2 separate regions of the Siniperca chuatsi genome follow, and region 1 is linked to region 2. The links are chromatin contacts, called in public Hi-C maps. All regions are on one chromosome and are shown on one strand. Each heading gives the region's core, a stretch centred on a gene start, on an enhancer-like site or on the middle of the called end of the contact. The rest is flanking DNA. Distances are from core to core; before and after follow the strand shown. Region 1 holds the start of nbeal1 (neurobeachin-like protein 1). Region 2 overlaps nbeal1 (neurobeachin-like protein 1).

What was found. A called contact is a pair of places that touch in the nucleus more often than the background predicts.
Region 1: a contact with region 2 is called in a Hi-C map of liver, with 1.9 times the contacts expected there. The contact joins the promoter of nbeal1 here to the enhancer-like site in region 2. A contact is called at or near these places in 2 of 3 Hi-C or Micro-C datasets (liver and skeletal muscle).

The regions. Positions count from the first base shown.
Region 1 is chrLG24:13,554,851-13,561,044 of ASM2008510v1, forward strand. It overlaps nbeal1 (neurobeachin-like protein 1), which reads right to left and starts at 4,264. Exons shown (of 54, transcript XM_044188169.1): 1 at 4,117-4,264; 2 at 3,213-3,583. The coding sequence starts at 3,263.
Region 2 is chrLG24:13,507,171-13,513,379 of ASM2008510v1, forward strand. nbeal1 (neurobeachin-like protein 1) reads right to left here. Exons shown (of 54, transcript XM_044188169.1): 44 at 6,004-6,101; 45 at 5,779-5,895; 46 at 5,510-5,599; 47 at 5,261-5,370; 48 at 4,922-5,094; 49 at 4,400-4,494; 50 at 3,791-3,907; 51 at 2,776-2,937; 52 at 2,165-2,313; 53 at 1,871-2,006; 54 at 1-753. The coding sequence ends at 664. Among protein-coding and RNA genes, the nearest start is that of LOC122872238, 11 kb to the left of the region's middle. Within about 2 kb of position 1,426, the one cell type or tissue checked has an H3K27ac peak away from gene starts, as active enhancers do. A contact at or near this core is called in liver, where this site is marked.

The DNA of each region.
Region 1 (6,194 bases), core at 3,014-5,513, 51 kb after region 2:
GATCATTTTATTTGGCAACAAATATGAAAGGGTTGCTGCTCACCTAAAGGAAAAGGCACTAAATACAAAAGAGCCGGTTAAGAACCTTAGGGTTTTAATTGACTCCGGCCTACGTTTTAACAGTCATGTAAAAGCAATAACAAAATCGTCATTTTATCACCCTAAAAACAGAGCCAAAGTCAGGGACCTCATGACAAAACAAGATCTGGAAAAAATGATTCACGTCTTTATCTTGATTACTGCAATGGACTTCTGACAGGTCTTCCTAAAAAGACCATCAGGCAACTTATCCAAAATTCAGCCGCAGGAGTTCTTACCAAAACCAAAAGGACCCCAGTTCTTAAATCTCTACAATTATTGCCAGTAAGCCACATAATTGATTTTAAAGTCTTATAACTTATTTAGAAATCTTTACATGGAGCTGGCCCTAAATATATAACTGATATGCTTAAGCAATATAACCCTGCAAAAACTCTTAGATCGTTGGGGAGTGGACTGCTAGTGGTGCCCAACAAGAAGCGGCTTTTAGTTATTATGCAGCACAACGCTGGAGCCAACTGCCTGATGGTCTTAGGAATGCCCCATCCACTGAAGTTTTTAAATCCAGGCCGAAAACATTATTGTTCTCAAGCACTTTTAACTCCATTTTTAACTTCTGAACTGTGCTGTTTTTAACTCCTGAATTTTGCTGTCTTTAACTTCTCTGTACAGCACCTTGAATCTACCTCTGTGTATGAAATGTGCTTTATAAATAAAACTGCCTTGCCTTGCCACCAGTCCCCATCAACACACCAACTCCTACACACTCATTTGATGCCACAGCTGCTCACCCAACAATTTCTGACCTCATCATCAATATGCAAACAGCTGCCACTACTGGCTTGAAACAGTCTGAAATTATTATTACAATGTCATTCTAAGACATTAATCAAAGCATCTCACATCTGTTTAAATACAAACCCCACCCCTTCCTCTTTCAGCATTGGGAACTGGGTGACAGTCAGGTGAATAATAATGCCATACAGAGATTAGAAAAGACAGCTGATGTCTAACTGACAGAGCAGGATGAGCTGGTTCTCCCAATGTGACCCTTGGCTGCTTGTATTGTACAAGCTTCTACTGTCAACAATACACCTCTGACTGACTCCTCTTCAGAGAACAGTGCAAGTGTTAACCTCTGACACTAAAGGCAGTCGCTGTTTTGTCAATCATTTAACAGACAGATGGCATGAGGGACCTATGATGAGAACAAGAACAAAACAACCCCCTTCCAAGTCATCTAACTGAATTATATAATCTAGTTTAAAAAGCTATTGGTTGTACTCTATTCTGTTTTGATGCTTAAATAGTCTTCAAAGTGGCTTCAAAGTGGACTTAAGATACCAATATCTGATTATCAATTTAAATTGAGTATATGAAACCCTGGACAATAATTACTAAACACATTAATGCTACATATAACCAAGAAAATGATCACTTAAAAAGGTTGAGGCAATGCTTATTCAGCTGAAACTACAGTTAAAAATGCAACTAGACCACCAATATAGCAGTGACTGATTCTACAATAAGAACACACTATCTATCAAACATACTGTACCTAACCCAAACTAGAGTATTTCCTTGCGCACACAGTAACATAAGAAACTCGTGCTTGGTTGAGACAACAAGAGGCTGGGAGGGGGAGGTTGGACTAAGGTTGGCTGTGAAACAATTAACCCTTTGGTGGGACACAGGGGGTCTCGGGGCTTTCACACCAACATTCTTCATCTGATTTAGGCCACTTGACTGCAGGTTCTCCTTACAGCCAACATATCCTGGCAACCCTCACATACATGCACATATATAGTGCACAGACACCCCGCTAGCCATACCTAACATTACAGCTGCTCGGGGAGAGAGAGACAGGTTGCTGCACATATATCATATATATTTGAATGCTTCTCTCTCAGCGTCTCTTTTGCCTCACGCAAAGAGAAATATTGGCCTGGTGGAACCTGGCTCGTAGCCAAGATGAAATGAAATGATCCTTCCTCGCAGTGTAATGCTTAATCAATGCAAATACACACTCCTGCTTGAACAAATGCAATGTGTATGCTTGCAGCAATTGCTGACATTTTCACAAGTGACTGTGACAAGTGTGTGCGGGCAGCAGTGTGTCTGAATACTTCTGTTATGCACCACAAACACCCACACAACTGGTATTAGATGTTCTATTTGTGTCAGCATTCAAGCTTCCATACTTTACTTCTCAGGGTGAGGACTATTCAATGAGATATCCTAAACTTGCAGAAAACAGCTTTGCTTTTATAGGGTAAATACTTCAGAGAGGGTTGCGTACTGTGTGTATGTTATTGGGAGGGATTACTGTGGGAAATAAGTGTGTGAGTGCAGCTGGGCTCACGTGAGGAGCGGCTCAGGCAGGCTGTTTTGATTGGACGCCAGGACGTGCTCATGCTTTATCGCCAAGTGAATTAAATCTAGCCAGCAGCTGACTCAAGGGATGCTGTCTCTACTAGTGTCATTCATTCATCTCGACTGTAAAAACAAAGCAGTATCCTATATGCGCTGCACTGTTCACTGCAGCAGTGCCCCATCCTACCTGACATGACCACATAGCATCCCTACTAGTGTTGTATATATGTTTAGTCTTCAACTATTGGATGTGTGTTTAGAATTAATGGGGATGGTGTTGACTTTCTGATAAATATCAGATATTATTTATTCAGCACCAATATGATGGACGTTCCTGTCCGACCACACTAAGTTACATTGGTTCTCTGTGAATTAATTATTCATTTATACACCTAATGTGTCCCCTACCAATACATCCTTCAGGATCTGCAAGAAATTTCATTAGTCTGGAGTGGTTTTCGAGTCCTATAATGTTTTATATGCTGTTTCAGAGGCTTTTGCATCCTGAAAAGTGTAATACATGGTATAAAAAGATGCTAAACATTGCCACAAAACAATGACAATCAGTGACTTTGGTTTAAAAATGTCTGTCAGCACATGATTTGAAATCCCAAATTGACTTTACTTACTACTGGCCATAGCCTGCCACTACCGATATGCCAAGAAAGAATAACCTCTTTGCAAGGGAGGAAATGCCATCATACTGTCCATTACTTCACCAAATGACATCTCCCTGGCTGTTCAACAGGAGACAAAACAGCCACAGTGGAGAGTGTTGCGTGCACAGGAATACACCTTACCTTAGTGCAGTAGAGCATCCAGACCTCGTACAGTCTCTCCTTGGATGCCATGGTGCCAGTGAGTGGCACCCTCAGCCTGTACTGTGCACCGAGGTCACTTCCCTGGCTGCTTCATGGTTTTCAGTCAAGAGCTAAACCTCTGCTGCTGGCCTTCAATGCTCAACATCATGACTGTCCAATTCTGGCAAGACGTAACACTCCTTCAAAGATGCGACGATGGTAGACGTGTTGTGGCAGAAACTTTCCAAAAATTATTCCATGGCAGAGGAGAGCTGTGCAGTCCCAGAGAGGACTTGGTGCAACTGGGCCTGTGCTTCCACTTCTTCAGCTCTTCTCGAAGAACCAGAAGATAATTCCCAGCAGTGTTTGCGCTATCAATGATAACAACACAGACAATTACATATCACGGAGGCGGATGTTTTGTCACGGCCTAACGAATGGCGAAACTATTTCACTGCTAGCAGCAACAAAATACCTCCAGTAACGTTACTCCCTGTGCACTTTGAGCTGTCCTGCTGGCTCCAAGCGCAGACAGACTGAGGCGAAGGTGGTTTAAACTACCAGGCAAAACACACACCATTAATAATGTTAATGCTCTACAAATAGCTACAAGCAGACTTGCTCGTCCTGGACAGCTATACAACGCCTTCCGTTATCCTCGGCAAACATTACTGTATCAGTCGACCTTACCTGAACAAGCTAGCTAAAAGCTAGCTGTCAAAAAAGCCTATTTCTATTTTTTTTTTTTTTTTTTTGCCTCCCTTTCTCCTCCTCCTCATGTCACAGAAACGCCTCTCGTCCTCCCAAGTCTGTCCGGCTACAGAAGTCTCATATAAAAAAAGAATAAACATATGAGCACCTGATAAAATGTATCGAAACCGTCGAGAAATTGAAGACCACTCACCTGTGTAACGAAAGGACCAACTGTCACTGACGCCGTCTCGAGTTGTTGTAAATGTGTCAAGTTGCCGACAACAATACAGCGTACACAACCAACAGCAACTTCCTGTCGAAGAACGTTTGGGTTGGTTTTCAAAATAAGAGAGCTCACCCTGAAAGAACAACAGAAAAAATAACTGCACAAATGTAGTTATGACAGAAATTTGTGTTTGTTTTTTTCTACTCTTTCTTTTAAGTTAGTTTGATTACAAAGTGTTATACTGTGCTTGAGAATATTTTCAGAAGATATATTTTCTATCATTAAATGCCTGGCATTTTTCTTCCAACTTGAATCAAAGACAAGTAAATTCTTCTACAGGCCTGCAGTATATGTAATGGTAGATAATAATAATAATAATAATAATAATAATAATAAAACTTTATTTATAGAGCACTTCATCAAAACAAAGTACAATGTGCTTCACAACAAGAGAAATAAAATATCACAGTGAATGACGAAATATAAAGAAATAAAATACATAAAATACACAAAATACACAAAAGCAATAAAATAAACAATAAAATAAACAGCCAGTTCAAGTAAAATCAGGATATGCTTTCAGATAAAAATGTGTTTTGAGAAGAGACTTAAACAAAGACACTGACTCAGACAACCTAATTTCTTCGGGCAGGTTGTTCCAGAGCCTCGGGGCCCTGATGGTAAAAGCTCTGTCCCCTTTAGATTTCATCCTGGACTCAGGAACAGACAGAAGACCCCTGCCCGAAGATCTCAAACTACGTGAAGGTTCATAAGGGATTACAAGGTCTAAAATATAGTCTGGAACCAGGCCATGAAGAGCCTTAAAAGTAATCAACAAGATCTTAAAATCAATCCTAAAACAAACAGGGAGCCAATGTAAAGAGGCTAAAACAGGTGTGATGTGATCGTACCTCTTGGTCCTGGTTAACAGCCTAGCAGCTGAGTTTTGTACAGTTTGCAGTTGTGTCAAAGTTTTTTGATTAAGACAAGTGAACAGGCTGTTACAATAATCGAGGCGTGAGGAGGTAAAAGCATGTACAACAGTTTCTGCATCACTAAGATTTAAAATAGATTGGATTTTCGCAATGTTTCTGAGGTGATAAAAACATGATTGGACAAGCTTAGTGATATGTTGCTCAAAACATAAATTGTTATCAAACAGGACACCAAGATTTCTTGCAACAGGCTAGATGTCATCATTAGTCACAGAAGGGTGTGGCAAGAAAATGGCAAAATACTCTGGCCTTAAGGTTGATAATGGTAGCCTATATAAAGTAAATCACTTTTTGTGAAGTTGGTTTTGCTGTAAAAGAATATGCTCATTAATCAAAAGCAAAAACAAAAGAATGCAAGATTACTATTATGGTTTTAATAAACCATACTCAGATGGTAATACTTAGGCTATGTGAAATACTTAACCAGTTGCATGTCATCAACTGTATTCTGTATGGGTTATGCACACAGTATAAGACGAACCTTTAATTTGGTAGGCGAACCGGACACACACACAGCTACTGGCACAAAATTACTACCAACCAAGGTAACATATTCTGGCTTAAACTGCAGTGTCAATACAGTATACGTGTTTCTTTATAGCGTATTTAACTTCTTATGAGGAAAAAAAAACATTAACACGTGTAATATTAATAATAATACTCGGTTTGTTTTTTGAAAAATTGCGACAGTCAATCAACTTTACGTTGCCGATGTGGAGCTACGTGGTTGCTAAGGGCTGGGCTTGGTTGCAGAGCTCCATCGGTTTGTTTTGATGTTGTATTGCCATCTAGTGGAGCAGTAGAGAACTGCTATTTATCACTAGAGTAGTGTGAGTGTGTTTCTGCGACGAAATGTTTTCTTTCAAAGGAAAAACGTGGTTTCAGATATCAAAAATAAAGACATATCAGATGAATATATAGTAATACAATTACTGTAGTAGCCTATTCTAAACGAAATGTGGGCAAAAGCAAAAAATCCTTACTTTTTCTGTTCTGCACCAGGCTAAATAGGCTATTGCATAAACACTTTTTTTTTTTAGGTATTTTTGAAAATGTTAGGCCTTTATT
Region 2 (6,209 bases), core at 176-2,675:
CAGCTTTGAGGCAACCAATGAAAAGTCTTGGCCTTCAGAACACAGGCCCGCCTGTCTGCATCCAAGGCAAACTAAGGGGGCAAAAGGCCACTTAACTGAACTATATTTTGAAATAGAGAATGGCAATACACTGCACATGCACACACACACACACACACACACACGAGGAGCAGTTAGCTTACCGATCCTGTCATATTTAAGTCGAGCAGGTCGGAGAATACACAGTGCCTCTGTGAACAGGCTCCTGCTGGAGAAACATGGCTGACCATGTAGTATCATGTAAAAATGATGATGACTAGCTGAGAAGAGAGAAGGCGTGTGGTTTGGGAGGGGTCGTCAGTGGTGGTGTGGTGGTACTGAGGCTGGCGCTACTTCTGGATTTGAACCACAGCGCCAGCGCCATACGGTCAATCCGAAGCAGGAATACACAGTAACAGACACATGGATATGCAGACTTTGTGATGCTCAATGCTTTTAGCACCCCAAAAGCAGCTGCCCACTACCCATTAAACTGTGGAAAGGTGATGGAGGAACTGAAATGAGTCCCTCAGACCTGTTTGGTGATTGACAGGTATGGAGGCGAACTGGATGACAGGAATGCGGGAAGTGCGTGGAGGGGAGGGTTCAGGGCTCTGGGACCGGGATGGGTCAGTTGTGGTCGTGCTAGGTGTTGTACACCGTCTCCCCCGAGGAAATCTGGGTCAGTCTCTTGCTGGAGCCCCACAGCTTCCGCGTGATCTGGCCCGAACGCATCTGAGAAGAGTGGAGGAAGAGGAGGAGGAGGAGGAAGTGGGACGGAGGAGAGTGGGGGAGAGTGGGGAAAGAAAAGCGTGAAGTCAAAGGAAATGGGGGAAAAAAGGAGGAGGGATATGATTCATGAGTGATTGATTTGTTCATTGGAGCTTGATTGACTTGTGAAGCTTGTGAGTCATTAAAGAAAAAAATCAAAGCTTGATTTACTTTGGTGAGTCAATTTGAACAGAAAAGATGAAAAGCAGAAAGGTGCTATGATTCACATCAAACTATTCAGATGGGGACTACCTGTATCAACCTCCGATATCTACACTACTATACCACTTACATTATCAAAACATTAAAGTCTATCTTGGCGCAAGATTATTAGTTTGCATTATTAGATTGTAGCTACATTGTTAATATGGCTTGAGTTTGCAGAAGCGTTAATTAGTATTAAGTTTGATTCACAGCATATTTGTTATAGTCGTAGAGTACACTCAAACACGTGACATAATGACACTTCAGGTAAACAGCAGGGTATGGAGTTTATCCCAGGTCAACGGCCAAATCAAGTCAAACATTGCACAGATGCCAAATATTTTGAAACAAAAAACAAAACAGAATGAGGTAAGCACAACAAGTTGTTTTCATATCACAGTTGTGGTTCTAGTGGCCACAGCGTCTGCTCAGCTGTGTGCTGAAGGAATGTGTTGAATCTGTGTGGCTCAGATGTAAGCATGTGTGTTTGTGTGTGTGTTTGTGTTGGTTTAGTTGCGGAGGAATGAAGCCAAATGACTGAATGTGGGCGACAATCATCCCTGAGAAGGAGAGGTGACTGTGGGTTAAAAGGTCTTTGAGGACATTGAGCCCAAGCATTGCAACACAGGTGATATGTGCAGCATATTCATTTGTGTGTATGAATGTGTGTGTGTCAGATCTACAGCAACGGAAGGGGAGGAAGGGACTAGAGCTGCTTGGGTTTCTGGGAGCTGGAACTGGGGCTGAACACCAGCTGGTCTCGCTGGTGCAGCAGGCGGGTTGGCGAGCGAGCTCGAAGAGGGGCCAGCAGGGGGGAGGCCATGAGCGGCGATCCCTCCAGGCTCTGAGCGATGTAGTTCCTCAGCGAGTTCTTTACCTCTGCCGGTTTGCCCACGCCCACGATGATCAGCTTGCCGTCCTCCAGGCCCACCAGGACGTGGCTCTGCTCCTTGGTGACCGAGACGCTCCGCACCGGCACCCTCATGGCCATGGGCTCCGTACACAGAGACAGACTGCACAGGAGAAACAATTATATATATAATGTCCACATGTCGGCAGACTACTGTTAGACTCAGTTGGCATTTTATTAAAAAAAGGCGGGACAAGGTTCAAAATCTCTGTTAGCAATAACATTATGAAAATTGACATTTTTCAGTGTTTTACAGTTTACCTGTAGAGGTCACGGATGGACAGGTATCCCTGCTCGCTGCCGATGACTACGTACTCCCCTGAAACACACATATCAGTCACCTGCTCCTTCAGAGGCTCACTGCAGAGGTGCTTCCCATTTACAGAGTAAAGATGTAAAGCATTTTTATCCTGGGAAGAGAGAAAAAACAACAACCTGTGAATAATATTTTTGTATATCAACTTAACCTGCTTTATATTTTTCTGTTCAATAATTTCCTACATTTTCAGTGACTTTTTGCTCAGAGTTTACGTTGAAAACTGGCACCATTGTCTGCAGAACTTAGCCGATCAGTGGTCAGGTTTAATGTGGGGAAATTAATACTGGAGAATTCGAACAGGTGGAACGATAAAAATATTCTAAAATTGTCAGTACTGGTTGGTGATACTTTCAGAAAAACACAATAGTAACGAAATAGTCCACAAAACAAATGTTTGTCGTGTATCTTGGAATTTTGCCTTTCACACAACTGTGATCCACTGATTTCCCCATACAGTCCAAAAGTGAGATTCAGCCTACATTTTACCAGATTCTCCTCTTTTCAGTGTGTGTGTGTGTGTGTGTGTGTGTGTGTGAAAAAACTGTGCATGCACCTTGAGTGTTGCTTTGCCCTCGAGGCAGGTGTGGACAAGCAGGTGACCCTCCCAGGACACGGCCAGGTGGAGGATAGTGAGCGGCAGGGAGCTGTCGCACGGCGGCCGCAAGCAACGCATGTACTGACCCCGACGCACCGTGTGGATGATCACTGTCCCATCCTGGGGCACATAGAGTGGAAGCACACATTAAATAACACACACCATTTCATTCATCTACATTGTCATGGTGGTAATTAAAAAAAGTCAAACTAATACATATAAGTTATAACAGTTAAATTTCCCTTGTGACAGCACTCCATTTACCAAACCACCAGTTCTCTACTTTTTATGTTGAGAGATTTTGGACCAAACAATATTCAATTTTAGCCACATGACATTACACAAATACAGCATTGCCAGTGTTTAAATTAATTCCATTACTAACAAAGACAAATCAATAAATAATTTTCTTGAAAAATTTGTTCTTTTCCCAGTTTGGTGATTTGGCCTCCAAGTTTCTAATCAAATAACGTCAAACTTGGATGTAAAGCATAAATTTAATAAAAAGAAAGTTTCAGTCAGCTGTAAAAGTTGGCTGAAAAGTCTCAACATTCATTTAATTTTTCTGTAAAATCACAAACTGATATTGGTGGTGTATATTGTTGGCAGTGCTTCAATTGCAAGATCACTGTCATTTCAAATTAAAAGTAATCAAATGAACACCAAACATTACAGCAACGTTTAAAACCTTACAGATCTCTCTACCTTTAAGACCCAGAATTACACATAGGCCACTGACTTTCAGTCTAAACCCAATTTTCCAGCTCATAAACTCAGCATGTGATTGAATAGTTTTTCAATAAACACACATGATTCGATCTCCAGCAAGGCACCATCATTCTTTCACTCTCAGAGTTAAATCAAATATTTTTGAGACCAACTTACATCAATTTGCAGGATGAGATTAAACACAGCAATAGATACACAATCAGTGGTGAACTCCCAGGAGGAGCAGTCTGGTATGCACTCTTACCCGTGATCCCGACACAGCCATGTCCAGCTCTGTGCTGATACTGACACTGACCACTTCATCCGTGTGTCCATACAACACCTGAACTGGTTTGGGATAGAGACCCACGGGAGCTCCACCCTGCACAACAGAGCAAACAAACAAAACAGACTGATGAGAATGTATCTGTATTCTCCAGTTGGGTGCTGTTAAACCACTGCAGAGGAAGAGGGCGCAATAAGATGACCTAATTAAAAGAGCCCCAATCAAACCTCAACCAATGGAAAACGTCTTCTGTAATTTTTCGTCCCTTCAGTGGAAGCTTCAGTGACAAATATCTCACATGCTTCATCTACGCCTTGATTTATTCTCCAATTCTGTTTCCATTGCACTTTATTGCATATTGCTTTTATCGATACACAAACTTTTCCACCTCATAAAAATGTTACTAGTCATTTACTTTGAGAAGATTAACACAGAAGAAGGTAATTATTCAAGGCTCCCCAATTACTGAGTAATGAACACACAGGAATTCTATTTTTGTCAACATGTTTTGTGTCTTTTATGAAGTTAAATCTATTTCTTTAAAACTCAAGATCAACATCTGTATAAGCGAGTCCTGGCTGCCCTAACCTGCTGCAGAACCTGCCACACCATGCAGGTTGTGTCTCTGGAGCCGGAGATCAGGTGGATGCCGCAGTGGTCTGTTGACAAGCAGGTCACAATGTCTGGAGGAGAGGTGGACAAAACCACTGATTATTACAGGACATACACTTATACAAATATACACAACACTGAATCATAAACTTAACTCAAACTGTGTATTTTTATCTATCTTTACTTTTTCAGGTTGCTTGTTGTCTTACATTTGAACACATACACATCAGGCTGCTGCCCAGTGCAACTGCAGTGTTGTACTGTCAGCCTTGTGCTTATATTTATTTCCAGTCTAGAAACTGAATCTAGCAGCCATCTGGTGGTCACATGCCTGCTTCTTTACCTTTCTGGCTAACACCAGTGTGAGGAAGGGCTAATGTTTTTGAATGGAGACTTACATCAAGTTCCAGTGCCATTATCATTGTACCTGGCCTGTTTGTTGTGGATGTCAAGATGCAGACTTTGCTTCACTGAAGTATGCGTAGGGTGTGTGTTTACCCATGTGTCGGATGTGCTGTCCCACAGTCTTGCCCTTAACCAGGGAGGTGACCCGGAGGCTGTTGTCCCAATGGCCACCGCTGAAGAGCAACTTGCCATCATGGGAGACCACAAACAGCCCCGCTGTGACCTCCATGCCGGGGGCGAAGGGTCCGGACAGGAAACGCTGGGTCCTAGGTGAAGATGTGAGGTGAGAGGAAGACAGACAAGCTTAGAAAGACTTCTCAGGACACAAGACGGCGGTAAAGGCAGCATTACATTGTTTTCCAGCTGGGGACACAGCGCCACTATGCTGTAAATGCTGTACTGCATTTGCACGTGTGCTGTGCGTGTTCTCACTTAGTGTTGGACACTGTAGGGTCCTTAATGAAGGTGAAGTAGTTGGAGATGTTCTTGTTGTAAGGCAGCCACCCATGGGTCCCAACCAGGCAGTTCTGACTAACAGTCACCTGGAGACAGTGCAAACACCATGAGACATCACTGTAGATCGCCTGCCCTTCATTCACTCAATCATTCCTTTTTGTTTAAAAATAGAAAACAACTCTATAACAATTATTATAATGATTATTCGTTAGCACCAAGGCTCACCATGGTGTCCGGGCTGCCCTGGGTGATGAAGGAATGGGACTGATTCTTTGGCACCACGGCCTTAACCAGTGGCACATTGTCACTGATGCCCTGCAACATGACGGAGGAGAGAATTGAATTCCAAGTTATTATGGAGGGATGTTTTCATGAAAAATTATTTTTTGGGTTGAATTATTCCTCACTGGTGTTGTGTTTTAGTTTACCAGCTTTTGACAGGTTAGAAAAAAATACTTTCATTCATGAGTAAATGAGCAGTAGAGAGATCAAACCTCAACAAAGAAGGACTTGAGGTCGCTGAGGTGTTCGAACATGCTGAAGGGACATGAGTCTAGCTGAGCCTTCCTCTTCTCCACTTCCTCCTGAGACAGACGCACTGGATGGGGCTCCTATGCAGCGCACAGATACAGAACTTCATTACCTTGAGTCATAATAGGTTTCAGTCCTTTATTTTTTATTAAGCAAAATAAAGTCATGCATCTGGTGTGTGTCTGCACCTTGAGTAACTGGCAGGGTGTCTGTCCAAAGTTGCTGATCATGCCTTCCAGGGCCTTACGCTCCTTTTCATCAGTGATGGCATCCAGGTCCACCGCCCCTGCATCACCAAACCAATCAAAATATGTAGGTATGTTTTTTTTTTTTTTACCCTTATTATAATACAGTTTAGAAAAATACCACTAAATCAATATGTGTTTGATGATAA